Linked DNA regions of Danio rerio: region 2 is linked to region 1. The links are chromatin contacts, called in public Hi-C maps. All regions are on one chromosome and are shown on one strand. Each heading gives the region's core, a stretch centred on a gene start, on an enhancer-like site or on the middle of the called end of the contact. The rest is flanking DNA. Distances are from core to core; before and after follow the strand shown.

Region 1 (4,375 bases), core at 1,647-4,146:
ATAATATTTTTTTCTTCAGGAGAAAGTCTTATTTGTTATATTTCAGCTAGAATAAAAGCAGTTATAAATTTAAAAAAAAAAAAAATTTAGGACAAAATTATTAGCCCCTTTAAGCTATTTTTTTCGATTATCTACAGAACAAACCATCATTATACAATAACTTGCCTAATTACCCAAACCTGCCTAGTTCACCTTATTAACCTAGTTAAGCCTTTAAATGTCACTTTAAGCTGTATAGAAGTGTCTTGAAAAATATCAAGTCAAATTTTATTTACTGTCATCATGTCAAAGATAAAATAAATCTGTTATTAGAAATAGATAGAAATATATTAGAAAGTTTTTAAAACTATTATGCTTAGAAATGTGCTAATACAATCTTCCCTCAATTAAAGAGAAATTGGTGAAAATAATAAACGGGCTCTAATAATTCAGGGGGGCTAATAGTTCTGACTTCAACTTTATGTGATATGAAAGATTTTTGAGAAATGAAAACTACTACTAGTCAATTTATTTTGAATATTTTAAGAAACAATCCATATGAATTTTGTTTAGGGAAATTACTTTATTTCTAAAGTTATTTTTTGTTAGTACAGTGAACATCAAGCTGGGTTTCCGTCATTCTAAGTTCATGCTCATTTCAAAGTATTGCATGATCAACACGTGACAGAAATGGCAAATTGATTAAAAATTCTAATTAAAAATGTTGATTCACAAAGCAAAAGTATGCTCGCTTAAGATGGCTTCGGCCTTTTGAGAAAATGGGTAAATGGGAATAATGGGAGATGAAAATGTATTTGTCTAATCTGCTTGGTAATTCATGACGTATCTGTGACATATGAAATACTGTTTCTGGGTCCAAGCCGCTACTGATTTGAATTGAGAAAATATTTGTTTATGACCACTTTTTAATCACACATTATAGTGAATTTTATATAAAATCATAATGTAATCATAATCAGTCTCTGGGCTTGCTTCATCACAAATACCAAACTTTTAACAATTTATAAAAAATTAAAAATTATAAAAAATTCTTAACATCTGGTATTAGGCATGGATATACATTATATATATATATATATATATATATTTGTGTGTGTGTGTGTGTGTGTGTGTGTGTGTGTGTGTGTGTGTGAGTGTGTGTGTTTTACAATCATTATTTTCAAAAATATTACATTGCTTTGTAAACATTTATAATTACCATTTAATGTCTCCCCATATAGTTTGATATAGCTCTTGGACCAGGAATCCACTACACAAAACGTAACTCTGACATAGTAAACGTTCCACCAATTTGACTCCATTATACTTGCCTTGATTACTTAGGGTACTAGGTAATTAGTATTACAGTAATCCATATGATTTAGAATTGTAAACATTGTTTTCTATGAGGTTATGCACACCGGTACCACAATTCGGCGTCTGTTGGCTTTGCTTAGTAATGTATAGAAAACAATGCAAAGATGTATCATGGTGCGGTGTGCCACCTGTTTAAAGAGGCCATTCACACAAAACAGGGTTTCTATTCCAATGCACATGCTTGATGGATGTGCATGACCATTACAATCATGTCTTTTGAAGCCCCTCATCAATGCTACTTGCAATGCATTGGACCAACTAGAAAAATAAAGTTCGTAGACTAACTTTATGGTGACTTGAGTAAAAGCTTTTAAAAAGTTTGAAACAGGTGGCATACAGTAGATAGATAACTACATATATGTTAGCAGGTTTGTTTAGTATGGATTAGTATGCTTTTAGTATGGATTGGTATGTTGTTAGTATGTTTCTAGTATGGATTGGTACATTGCTAGGATGGATTGGTATGTTGTTAGTATGTCCAATGTAAAGGCAATGACAGTTGCTAGGGTGCCGTAAGGGGTTGCTAAAGTGTGGCTAGTAAGTTGAAAGGTCATCAGTGATTTTCATATTGGTAATCTGAGTTAAATTAACCCAACCTTTAGTCTGTATGACAGTGTAGCGTAAAAGTTATGAGGTCATAAAGTTTGGTCCAATGTTAGGTCAATGGAACTTTTCTGAATTTTTTGAGTCAGTTTTCTGAATACCATAAGTCGGATCAGTTGGAAAAGATGTAGCAACACGAGTCAGACCAGTTTGAAGGTCTGGAGAAAATTTGGTGTTTGTAGCTTGAACGGTTTAGAAGGAGCTGCATGTAGAAATTAGTCTCAGAAGAAGACGGAATAAACATATTACGAATTTTTCAAACCACTATAATTAGAAGATCTCAGAGACAGGGCAAGCAATGCAAACTTCTGTTTACAGTAGCAAGTTGGCATAATAAATGTTTTTAAACTTTAGCATGGCAGAGAAAGTGCTTTTTAAAACCATCCCTAAACATAACATCTCACATTTAAAGATGCAAAGATGTGTCCAGTGTAAATAGCCCCTAACAACTTAATGGAAATAAAACTATAGGCAGCTATAGTAGAAAAGCCTAATGTTTTGACCAAATTTTTCTTGTTAAAAATTCCAGTACTGTACTCTAGAAGGACAAAAGCACTGTTGTCATATATATATATTAAAGCAGGGAAGACGTGCTGTATGGAAAAAGAGGAGGGGAGGATTGCAGATCAACCTAAATATTTACACTGGGAGGATATGAAGAATGACATGTGGGCTTTGTGGGTAAATGCCTGTGTGCAAACATGGCTTGTGTAGTGGGAATACACTAAATAGAAACATGTGCTCGATATCTTCAAAGAGCCAATTCGGCTAGAAGAGAGGAGCTGTTGTCCTGCAGCTCACATTGGGTTCATCCCGATAGAGAGATAGCAGTGAACGATGGTGAGAGAGACTCGCACTTGGCGCGAGTGTGAGGTTGAGCCAGAGAGCAGAGAAAAGTGATTACGCTCTCCTTGTCAAAAGATGTGAAGAAGAGGAAACAATTTTCCATCCCGTCTCCAGCTGCCTACGCAATAGAGGATCGCTGTGTCCTAAAACAACACCCACTGTTCCCCCATCCACACATCTGAGAGTCATCAGTGAACATCACTCTCTCTGTCAAGTCTGTGACATTACTGTTCACCCAGCTATGGTGTGTTTATGTTAGTACCAAGAGTGGGTAACAGGTACCAGAACTGAGACTTAAATAATGTCATTATTTATATCACACTAGTTTCCCTTTATCTGGTGAACACAAGGAAAAGATTTTGGTTAATGATATTAAACAGACACTTGAAAGATAGATTGTATTTTTTCATACTATGAGAGACAGTGTGTACCATTAAGTTGTCTTAGATCTTCAACAAAAGGGACACATTTCCATTTTATGGAATAGGTTGAGAGTCAGTAAATGACCACAGAACTTTTATTTTGACTGAGCTATTCCTTTAAGTCATAGGTCTCAAACTGGATTCCTGGAGGGCTGCAGCTCTGTAAAGTTTAGCTCCAACACTAATCAAATACAGCTGATCCAAATAATCAAGGTGTTCAGGACTGCTAGAGACTATTAAACAGGTGTGAGTTGGAGAGGTTTGGAGCTCAACTATGCAGAGCTGTGGCCCTCTAGGAATTAAGTTTGAGACCATTGCTTTAAGTGCATGAGTTTAACTTAACAATCATCTGGGCCCAAGCCAAATTGATATTCAAGTAGTAGCCATAAAAGTACAGCTCGTGTATACCTGAATAGGGAAAGCTTGTCAAAATTACAAACCTTTGTTTGAGTCTCCGATACAATCAACAACATTATAATAATTAAACATTTCTTAAGTCAAATTAATGCTGTAACAGCTATTTTTGAAGTTTTTGAGGCTCGACAATGATTACCACCTATTTGTTTTTTTTATTATTTTTTTTTATTAATGAATTGTCCTTCTAGAAAATGGAATACTATAGTAAAATGGTAGTGTTGCTTTAGATCAGACCTGGGCATTTTACGGCCCCCGCACCACATGCGGCCCGCTGGACTTCTTTGATCGGCCTAAGTAAAGTATTTATTTAATTTAAATTCAATCGCAAACAGGGCCTTGCAGTAGGTAGGTCCGATATTGCATTACTTTCACATGAGACATCTTTTGAGTGCTCAGTTTCGTTATTTCAAATGGAGACGTGCGGGATCGGCGTGCAAATAGGAAGGCATGCACATGCCGTGTCATGCTCACGTTTTCCAGATGGAGTGAGTTGAAAAAATTTAAACATTTCAGAGTGCCATGAGGAAACCACAAATCATGTGATAGGAACCAACCAGGCAGCTTCACACTTTGCATGGAATCACACAGTAATAAATGTAGACTAATTACCTCAGATTAATGCCTTAAATGCAGATACAGATCCACTCTCGGTGATGATCATTACATCACATATCCACCTCACATTCAACCTGACTTTAGTGCACTTGTTTAGGCTAGAATTCTCTTACTGA
Region 2 (4,415 bases), core at 375-2,874, 110 kb after region 1:
AGAATCATCAGCAATTAGTGCAAAAATGTCAAACCAGGTCATTAACATATGAAAATATCAACTTATAGCTTATGTTTAAACGTATGTACCATTTATATAGCCCATTGGCCAAAATGTTTGTTACATTCTGTATCTGCGCTGATCCTCTTCATGATAGTCACTGGAGGTGCTTCATGTGCCCGCGGCTGCACAAATACAGTCGTCAAGACTAAGTAACCATGACACGAGAACACCATGACTGGAAAAACACCGTAAATGATGGGTTACGACTTTGTAGATTAGGAGGTATATATATATATATATATATATATATATATATATATATATATATATATATATATATATATATATATATATATATATATCATACGTTTGAGGGTTTAGGTGACAAGTTGCTTAATTTTGGACCCCAATCGTATTGCGGAGGGAATCTACTGCGTAATTTACTCAGGAGTTCATATGTGCGTTTTTGAAGAAAAAAATCTATTCTTAAAAACAAAACAAGAAATCATATTACATAGTTATTTAAAATGCAAAACTGGTGTTTGGAAAGCATAGTGGAGTACAGTATGAAGCGTAGCGTTTGTGGGTGCTCATGCCGAGCGCGCGTCACCTCCAGCGGGCAGGAGACTGCCAGCGCACGAGATGAGCTTTCACCAAAATCACACTAAAACAAACTGGAACTAGAATACGAGAGGCTCGTCCTTTCAGTTTGCTAGTTTACTTCTTCCTCATTTTCCAGCCAGGGTTAATAATAAATGTTAAATGTTGCACATTTTGGCGTTTTTTGTCTGACAGTTAGGTACGAAAATATACCTAGTCAAAATTCAATATAAATGCCTATAATTATGAATAATTTAATACACAGCTTATATGCCTACTACATTGTCACGTAAAAACATAAGCGTGAATTCGAACCTGCACTGACAAATACAACTAAAAAAAGAGAAAATATAAAAAAACAAGAACTTACCCTCCTGTCCATAAACTAATGCCGCACACAAGACAAGTAAAGATCCACAGAGCTTTGCGAATAAATCCATCTTTCCTGGGTGAATGTTCACCCAGCGCGCGTAGAGGAAAAAGCTGAAGTTCTTGTGATGTTCTTTGTAAATGTTCTTCTCCACTGATGTTGTATCCACTTGTGTCTTTGAGTCCGATTACAATATCTTCCGCTTGATTTCTCGGTGTGCTTCAAAATGCTGGATGCGTAAATTCAACCCAGGCTGTTTAACATCTCCGGTTGTATCCTAAACAAAAGCAACGCAAACAAAACAAAAAAGGCTAAACCGCTTTCTCTTTAAAAGCCAGAGTTCAGAGCGAAAACATATTTTGGCTTGATTTCCTCGAGCTACAGCGGCGCGCGAGTGAACGAGGAGTGAGGTGAGCCGCGCGTTCTCTCGCCTTCCAACCCAAGTGACATGGAGCGTTTTCCCGATCTTGTCGCCTCAGAATCCACCACCAAGCGCTCTATAACTCGCATATGAGAAACACTATCAGAGAAAGGCAGCTCGGATGTGGTCTTCCGTACAGTGGGTCCGTGACTGAAGTCTTGGGATAGAGATCCTCCGCGCGCTGTCTCTTTGGCACTGCGCGTCTCTGCGTTTGAGCGCTGAGTCTTGCGCGGCAGCAGCATGTGGATGTAATAGCATTAAGGACGGGCGCAGCTATCGCATTACAGTCAGCACCTCGGCCCGCCTCTCCAGTCTCTGATTAAAGACCAGCCACTAGTCCCGCAGTTACGCTATAAAAAGGCGAGCGAGGGAAACACAAGCGCCCACAGCCACACGGGCTCGTCAAACGCTCGTGGCTGTGCGAAACCACAAGGTGGTTTGGAGAGTTTCTTCAAGGTGGTAGACGATGTAGGCTACACGCTGACAAATAATGAGGTTTAAAAAGTCCTTTTAAAGTCTCATTTAAATATTTAGCGTCTCATTAATGAACAAAGCGACTTTTTTAGATCAAAGTTTTCAAATATTCACAGCACTGTGAAAAAAAATTAAGAAGTATTAATTAACAATTATTTAGATTTGGCAGCTTATTAATTGCCTAACTTTTCCAAAACCCTTTAAAATATTAAGAAACTTTTCAGAAAACAAACAAAAAAGGTTTTGTAGAATAAGTTTAGGTCAAAACTACTTTTTGAAAAAATAAAAGAAATATCAATAAACAATTAATTAGATTTGGGAACTTATCAATTGCCCAACTATACCAAAACTCTTTAAAAATCTTAAGAAACTTTTCAGAAAACAAAAACAAAGTATTGCAGGATAAACATGTCAAAACTGCTTGACGACATAATAAAATTAAATTATAACCTAATGATATAATTTTATGTTTCACCAACATATTGGTGATATTCTTTGATTGCATTGATTGAAATAAAAAGTATTAAGTTAAGGCACTAAAAAAAATCAAAACAAATAATCCCTGTGCATCTAAGTAAAATAAAATACTTTTATACACTTTTAACTACGTAACTTAAGTAATTATGTAATCATATGAATGAAAAAAAAAAGTTTTTATAAGGTTAATCTGTTTGAAAAGAACAAAAACACTGATCTTGACAGCAAATGAAATGTTTCAGAAAACAAAAAAACTATTGTAGAATAAACCGGAAAAAATGCTATATCACTGAACCACATAGGGGGAACAACAGACTGAAACTGTTGTAATTATGATAATTATGCATAAGCTGCCATTAAGTTTGACCATGTGATCCATGATTGATGTTAGAGAGCTAGCAGTTTTGATGCCCTCCAGTTGACTTTAAGAAGAAAAGTAAAAAAGCTGAGTTGAGCCATACATTAGGTAAGGCGTTGTGCATGGTAATGTGTGGCTGAGGTTGAATTAATGCAAATGTTTCTGACAGAAAGCCAAGGAAAGATCAACAAGGGTACGGGGGTCAAACTCTGTGTAAAAATACAAGAAACCGAACAATCCAATGGTAAACGTTCCATGACGACAGATGTTTGACAGAAACTAAAAACATCTGTTTTTCTTTCCTTCTGACTGATGCACTGTTGAAAATAAACACACACACACACACAGTTAACAAGAACAAAAAAGGAGAAGTTTGTGGTAGGATGTGTGGGTCACTGAGAAAAAGGAGAAGAGAAAACAGATCTTGGGGAGAGAAATGTCCCTTTGGCTCATCCAGGATCCTTTAATTTAGACCCCCTGTGCTGAGAAATATAAAAATGAGAAAGTAAGTTACAGCGGGAGGTTTGGTTTAGAAAGAAGGGCTAGAATAAACCACACTGTGCACATCAAAGCTAGCGAAGAACCCAAGCTCTCAGATATGTTCTTGTGCACAGATCTTCTCAGATCCACCCAACGCGGGACCAGCGAGGGCCCCAGTCCGCCACTAACTACAGTGGCTTTAATGACACAGCATTACCCTGCAGATCCCAAAATAAAACTTTACCCTTATCAGGCATCCTGCAGACGCTGTGCACAAGCACGACACTGTGACAGCAGGCAGCTGGGGAAGCACAGGGAAGTTTTTCTTAGCTTTGATGCCTTGTCAGTTTCAGGTCATGTTATATTGAAGTCAGATGATTAGTCATGTGCTACGCCATGCCTGAGCTGTTAATTCTGGGAATTGAGGAGAAAGAAAAGTGTAGAACGCACGATTGTTTTTTGCAACACTGGACTTCTTGTCATTATCACCAACCTCTCAATGAAAGGTTTTCATAAAAAAAAAGCCACCATGTATTCGCTGCGTATTGTTTTCTGAGGCGCACAGTGACTTGTTGGATGGAAATCCTGTTTTATTTTTATTTGCAAAATATTTTTGCAATACTCCAGTTTAATTCACACGTTTGGATGGAAACATGGCTATAGAAGCCCTCAGTGACAGGTCACCATCTCTTATCTCTCTGATAGACTCCATCTCTCAGCTCTTGAGAACACTGGACTATTTGACCTGGGGACTTGGGCCTGTCAACAGCAATGCTTGATAAAGGTTTGCTCTTTTACACAGTCTTGTGGTGTCACCTATCAGGGATGAGGTCAGAGTTTGGGTATAGTGAGGGCTGGTCTTGGATCAGGGCGAAATAACAGCTTCTCTTTGAAGTGTTGACAGGCCTGGCCTGTGCTGTCCACACACACCTCGACCCACAGCAGACCTGTGATCATCCATCTTACTGGCTAATGCCAGGCTGAGCATGAGGAGATCTCTGCACAACAGTGGAGCCTCTGTGCGGGCTGGTGGGGTTATCCCCACACTCAGCCTCACGGGGGAAGTGTTGAGTGTGTGTGTGTGAGCGGGAAAGAGCTCTGAGGTTTTTGACGGCCATACATGGAGGAAAGTCCCCGCTGCGGTCCCAGCAGTGGCTCTACTTCATCTTCTTACGCCATTTGAGCTTAAGTCCTACTTGAGCCAAACTGCAGCCAAAGCTGACACATCTGCT

What was found. Hi-C and Micro-C count contacts between places; a contact is called where the count stands out from the background.
Region 2: a Hi-C map of an unstated tissue shows a contact between it and region 1, with 2.7 times the contacts expected there. The contact joins the promoter of nrp2b here to the enhancer-like site in region 1. A contact is called at or near these places in 2 of 18 Hi-C or Micro-C datasets (caudal fin and an unstated tissue) and 1 of 4 datasets of contacts at active chromatin or transcription factors (embryo).

The regions. Positions count from the first base shown.
Region 1 is chr9:14,577,490-14,581,864 of GRCz12tu, forward strand. All of the region lies in intron 10 of nrp2b (neuropilin 2b), which reads right to left. Among named protein-coding and RNA genes, the nearest start is that of abcb6b, 66 kb to the left of the region's middle. Within about 2 kb of position 2,897, at least 3 of the 62 cell types and tissues checked have an H3K27ac peak or open chromatin away from gene starts, as enhancers often do.
Region 2 is chr9:14,684,293-14,688,707 of GRCz12tu, forward strand. It overlaps nrp2b (neuropilin 2b), which reads right to left and starts at 1,625. Exons shown (of 17, transcript NM_212966.1): 1 at 974-1,625. The coding sequence starts at 1,043.